Linked DNA regions of Danio rerio: region 2 is linked to region 1. The links are chromatin contacts, called in public HiChIP or PLAC-seq maps. All regions are on one chromosome and are shown on one strand. Each heading gives the region's core, a stretch centred on a gene start, on an enhancer-like site or on the middle of the called end of the contact. The rest is flanking DNA. Distances are from core to core; before and after follow the strand shown. Region 1 holds the start of fmo5 (flavin containing dimethylaniline monoxygenase 5). Region 2 holds the start of jun (Jun proto-oncogene, AP-1 transcription factor subunit).

Region 1 (3,207 bases), core at 531-3,030:
TTAGACATCTTTTAAAAACAAAATATGCTTGCTGGGAAGTCTTGATGCAAAAGCTCAGAGATTCAAATGCTTAAACGCTCAACTCAGAACAAATAGCCATAAATTCAGGACAATAAAAACTTCACAAAAGACCCTTGTCTGGTAATCAGTTGATGTGTAAAGTATTTTCCCTGGAGTGGAGCATCTGGCAAATATCTTATCAAAGTGAAAACCCAAATCAACAGATATAACAGGAATTGTAAAACATTACTGTGAAATTTATACCACTTTACCAATCACACATTTTTGTGAGAACTATTTATTGAGAACTTGGTGGTTCTGTGTGGAGCTGGGTTTGTGGGCTGATCTGATGAAGAAGGTAAAATAGAGGGCAGAGAGGGGGCCTCAGGGTGTGTGACTGGGACAGTTGAACAACTGGTTTTGTAGCTGATCTTCTCAGATTAAAAGTTTATGGAGTCAACCTCAAGCCTCATGGAATTCCATAGCAGTTCTTAGTAAGCCTGGGCCCAATAAACAATATCATATCTAATTGCTATAAAATTTATGTCAATAGCAATGATAAGCTCTGGACTTTTTAAATCCATATTGATCTAAGCCAATCACACAGCAGAATTCTGCAACAATGGGAATCTAACAGTGTATTGAGATTAGAGATGTATCAATTTTTCGGCCACCATTCCGAAACCCTCTAATTTTTGAGCAAGTTGCTTTCTTCGGGGTTAATTATTGCAATATCCTTACTGCAACAGAGAAATACTTTAGACTTTAATACTGCAGGAAGATCTCATTGCATATAACATGTCATTGCATGTCACGTTCAGCCTTATAATCTTAAAATGTAGGCAAAATAACCTGTTTTACGCTAAAGAATCATTCAAATCCAAGCTGTAAAGCGACGTTATTGGACAAATTAATGTTATTAGTATAAGATACAACTGTTAGATAATCTGGGAGGGTAAAAAAATATAAATATTAAAAAAATCACCTTTAATCACCTTTGTCTAAATGAAGTGTTAAGTAATGCACATTACTAATCATACATTTTTGATAGCCTATATTTATGCTAGTTTTGATAGCCTATAATTATAGTAGGAATTTACTAAATGTCTAGTGAAACTGGATATTTTACTTAACAGTCTAATGATTTTTGGCATTAAATAAAAATCCACAATTATTTTAAGGTTTTACACAATTGACAAAATTAAAAGTTTTTTTTGCTACAAATAATAATTAATAAATATGCTGCAAAAAGGATTAAGTATATATATATATATATATATATATATATATATATATATATATATATATATACATATGGTGCGACGATGCGGGCCCCCTGATCACGCCACTATATCTGTTCCTTTATTCAGAACTGTTGAATTACTTTGCAGTATTTAAGCAATTATAGGTAACTCTTATTAAATGACCTAAAATGTTAAGTAATCCTTTACTTTTTCAGCAGAAAAAAGTAATATAATTACAGCAACAAGTTACAAGTAGTAACTAATTACATCCAACACTGTTAATATGTAGCCAACATGAATGCATTTTGACTGCTTCTGAGCTATGTTAGTTTTTATGCTATGCATTATTTTATATAGGATTAAAATGTAGATATTTACTATTTTTACCAAAGTAATACACAGATTTTCAATGCACTGTAGGAAAGACTATTCAGCATTAGCCTACTTACCATAGTGAATGGCGGCAGGGTCTCCTCCCCTTCTCCATTTGAGGGTGTGGTCTCCAGCAGTGGAAGTGTGTTGTGTAGCTGAAGGGCTCGAGTAGACTGACGGACATCTACTGCCGCTGCACACTGAGGTAAAGTGCGCCACAAACTTATTTTTTTTACTGTATTATCACTTATCGTCTGAAACGGGTGTATTTATATAACGTGACTTCTCTAACGTTTACGGTTTGTAGATGTTATTTTATCCCTGCCTCACTGAATAGAGGGTTCGTGCTTAAGTTTGTTGTTTTCATCGCTTTTGCAATTCAGTTTGCAAATCAACACTGCGTAACGTTAGACATGATTCAACAGCGATGAATAAACCGACATTGACTGCGTAATGTTTTTTTTGCTGCTTTTTGTACTTTTTAACGGCAATGATTATCTGTATTGTTGACCATTATTTCATAGGCTTTCACAAAAAGCCTCAGTTGTGACCATGGACAACAAAACCAGTCATCGGTGTCGATTAGTAGATTTGTTTACACATCACATGAAAGCTGAAAAAATAAGCTTTTAATTGATGTTAGGATTGGACAAATTAATGTTATTTGTATAAAATACAACTGTTAGATAATCTGGGAGGGTAAAATAAAAATCTAAATATTGACTAAATCACCTTTAATCACATTTGTTTAAATGAAGTGTTAAGTAATGCACATTACTAATCATACATTTTTGAAAGCCTATATTTATGCTAGTTTTGATAGCCTATAATTATAGTAGAAATTTACAAAATGTCTAGTGAAACTGGATATTTTACTTTACAGTCTAATGATTTTTGACATTAAAGAAAAATCCACAGCTTAAGGTTTTACACAATTGACAAAATTAAAAGATTTTTTACTACAATTGATAATTAATAAATATGCTGCATAAAGGATTAAGTGTATACAGTATATTTAATTTATTAAAAATAAATAAAAGTTTGGATCAACAAAAAAAAAATTTATTAAGAGTGACAATGACAAGAATAACTTGCTTTGCAAGAACTCATAGTAAACAAATGCTATCTGCATTCTTTAAAAATGCTGATAAACATTTTCTCATGAATTATATTACTGGATTCTTATTTCTCCCTCCACTTCCTTACCAATGCCTTTCCCACAATCTTTCTCATTTCATCAGGATGCTTCACCAATTTTTACCAAGATGCTGGGTTATATGCACATAGTGTTTTTCAGCCAATGATGAACTTCCAGTGAAAGGATTATGTGACTATTTTAAAGTTCATAAGGCTCCTTTTACAACATTAATGTTTTAATGTAATTCAAATATAATCAGTCATAGATTTAAGCATCCATTTGGTTGTTAAAGCGTAAAAAGAGACGAAAAACCAACGCCGGCGCTGTCATCAGGCTAATGTAAAACTCCATTGAAAAGACTGGGGTAAAATGAATTTCCATATTTTAAAAACATGATACAGAAAATAGAATTTATTTGCAGTGCTGCTTGTTTTTGTTTTTTTATATCCACTT
Region 2 (3,207 bases), core at 328-2,827, 420 kb before region 1:
GCTTTTTTATCAAAAGTTTAGCAGACACAACGTCCTGCTTGGTGAGCCAGTATCCCTACTGTACGGCAGTCGCGTCTCTGTTTTACTCCTATAATACTGAGTGCTCCTTTGAAGCGTATAGGTCCATGCACAACCTGGTCGATGTGAACAAGGATTTCGTCAGAAAGTAAAACATGTAACAGAGTGAGTCTCATGCGCTCTGCGTCTCTGTCGGACCGAGTGAAGTTTTGCGCTCCTCAAAAGTCCAGTCGGATCATCCTTTAACGGCACGCGGCCGGCCGGACGGTCCCGGTCCCCGCGGGCTCTGTCGCGCCAGATCGCAGACATCAAGCCCCTGAAGTTTGTTTATGTGGCTGAACTCAAAATGTCCTTCGGCTCTCCTCAGAAGGTTTGCAGCTGTTGTGTCAACATGAGCTGGCAGCCGCTGTTGACGTGGTTCATGACTTTCTGCTTGAGCTGTGCCACTTGCTCGCGCAGCATGTTGGCGGTGGACGCGAGCTCCGAGTTTTGCGACTTCAGGGTCTTGACTTTGTCCTCCAGCCGGGAGATCCTCTCCAGTTTCCTCTTCCGGCATTTGGACGCGGCGATTCTGTTTCTCATGCGCTTCCTCTCGGCTTTAATCCGCTCCTGGCTCTCCATGTCGATAGGAGAGAGCGGTGGGGTCTCGCCGGGCATCTCGGGCACCGTTTGGGGCTCCTCTTTCAGGGCCTGGAGGCGCGGGTGCTGGACGGGCAGCTGCGGTGGTGCGCTCGGGAAGCTCATCGCGGCTGGATTGGCCGAGCTGCTGCTGATAGCAGGGTTGAACGTGTTCAGATCCGCGTAAACCGGCGGATCAGCGCGCATGGCTGAGCTGTAGACCGCACCGCCCGCTATGGACGAGACCGGTGCCATGCTGCTGTTGATAGTAGTTTGGGGAGCCGAGGTGACGTTGGGCATGTGCTGGTGGTGCAGCTCAGCCAGTGCCCTCACAAAGCCCTCCGCGAACCCCTCCTGCTCATCCGTCACGTTCTTGGGACACAGAAACTGGGTCGGAGTTGGCGTCGTGGTGATCATGCCGTTGCTAGACTGGATGATGAGCCTCTCCAGCTCCGGTGATGCCAGTTTGAGAAGTCCCACGTCGGGAGAAGTGAGGATATCGCTGGCTTTGGCCCTCAGGTGGGGCTTTAGGTTCCCCGCGGGGTCGGACAGATTGAGCGTCATGTTGTGTTTCAGAGCCTTGTGGTTGTATCCAAAAGTGGCGCTGTCATGCTGAGAGAAAGCGCTGTTTAGAGAGTCATCGTAGAAAGTAGTTTCCATCTTGGTAGACATAGAAGGCAAAGCGAAACTTTTAGTTCAGAAGCAGTCTTTTAGGCGCTGTTAAGCACTGTCCGCGTTCAGTAACGAGCGCTGCGGTGTTTGGAACAAAAGCGAGAGGATTGGAAAAGTTCCTCAACTCCCCGTCCCGCGAGAAACTTACTGCGTAAAGTTATCGCCAGTGTCACGGGCTCGTCTCCTCCTGCCTTCCGCGGATAGAAAGTTCTTCCTCCGCCGCTGTCGCGCTTCTCAGACACCAGCAGATAAACAGTGCTTAGCCGAAGGCTTATTTATGTTGGTTTGAGTGAGGTGTTTCACTGTGGCGAGGTCTGTATACTCTGAGCTTCTCCAGCGTGGAGGCAAACCTTATCTGCTACCGCTGCCCCACTAAAAATAGAAATGATGTAATGCGCGCAGCCTCTCATTGGCTGGAGGCGTTTTACTGGGCGTGTCACAATTTCAGATAAGGCGCGTTGCCTAGACGACCACCCAGAAGATTCTACTCGCGGTGCCTGATGGGATGAGGTAATGCTGTAAAGCAGTGCATTGTGGGATTACGTATTGTTTTTGAATATCTGGTTACCCGCTTAGCTGTTTTAGACCGTGGCGGGATACAAAGAAGCAGAGTAATGTACAACGCGCCACTTTTAGAACTTAAACTTTACTATAAGTTTGAGAAGAAGAGGCAGAATAAATGTGTGCCGCTGTATGTTTGAGAGTTGACCAATTCTTGCGCGAGTTTCGCAAGACGCGGCCATTCTTTAACAACAGCAAGTTCCAAACACTCTCTGGATCCAGTTTAATGTATTGCATATACATCAGTAAGGTAAAAAATATATATTAGAAATACAGTTTGGAGTCAGTGAAACTAATTTCCAACCTTACAATAAAATGTTGAGGGAGATTTAAAACGAAAAAAAAATAGAAGAAATGCCTTCTGAAATAATAAATTAAATAAGCATAACTTGATGTTACTCATTTTGTTTGAATATAATGTTAGATTAGCTGATTAAAAGTATTTTTTTTTAATCAGTCGTTGAAATATATTATGAATTAATTAGTATTTGCTAATTTTACTCTTCTTCACTTCCAGCACTCCCTTGTTGGCCCCCTGGGGGTCCCCGAACCCTAGTTTAAAAACCTCAGTGTTATACAGGCATACATAATTTAATCTGGCACGAAGAAACAGGGCTATAGTCTGCTTTTTTATGCCAAAGTGCATTTGCTCCGTCAGCCAATGGTCTAAAAATGGGGGCGTTTCTTATTGTGGAGTGACAGCGTGCCACAAAGTCCAGCCGCCGTATCCGTGACAGTCCCTAGAGATCCTCTCAAAAGTGCAAACAACCCTGTTAAACGTCACTGCGTCAACCACAACCACAAACTGATCGAATATAGCGTGACAGCTGACAAGTGACGTTTCAGTTTACTTTCTGAGATTTTTACTGACGTTGCTTAAACGTATGTAAAGACACAATAGCTAGTTTATTTGTATTTATAACAACATTAGTAAGATAAATATACAGGTAATGTTGAGATGGACATTTGCAAGAATGGTCGTTTTTATTATTGTTTATTTTATTAATTAGTTTTTGTTATGAGTACATTAAAATATGGTTGATTCTACTGTTTTATAGCATATAGGTCAAAGTAAAGAGAAGACAGTTTTTTTGTGTTACTGTTACTCTAGCACTTATTGATGGTCTCTGACATGTTTCACTTTGTTACAACAGATCAAACACTCGAGCACAGTGCCACTGGATACAAAATATGGACTTTATACACTGTTTAACAACCTATTTATCTTGTGATGATCATCAGTGGTATTTCTATCACTTTTCTCATATATATATATATATATATATATATATATATATATATATATATATATATATATATATATATATATATATATAT

Evidence for each region. HiChIP or PLAC-seq counts read pairs in DNA pulled down with a chosen protein or histone mark.
Region 2: a contact with region 1 is called in an H3K4me3 HiChIP or PLAC-seq map of embryo, with 6 times the contacts expected there. The contact joins the promoter of jun here to the promoter of fmo5 in region 1. A contact is called at or near these places in 1 of 18 Hi-C or Micro-C datasets (caudal fin) and 1 of 4 datasets of contacts at active chromatin or transcription factors (embryo).

The regions. Positions count from the first base shown.
Region 1 is chr20:16,357,697-16,360,903 of GRCz12tu, reverse strand. fmo5 (flavin containing dimethylaniline monoxygenase 5) reads left to right here and starts at 1,780. Exons shown (of 9, transcript NM_198910.1): 1 at 1,780-1,821.
Region 2 is chr20:16,778,245-16,781,451 of GRCz12tu, reverse strand. jun (Jun proto-oncogene, AP-1 transcription factor subunit) reads right to left here and starts at 1,577. Exons shown (of 1, transcript NM_199987.1): 1 at 1-1,577. The coding sequence starts at 1,308. The coding sequence ends at 382.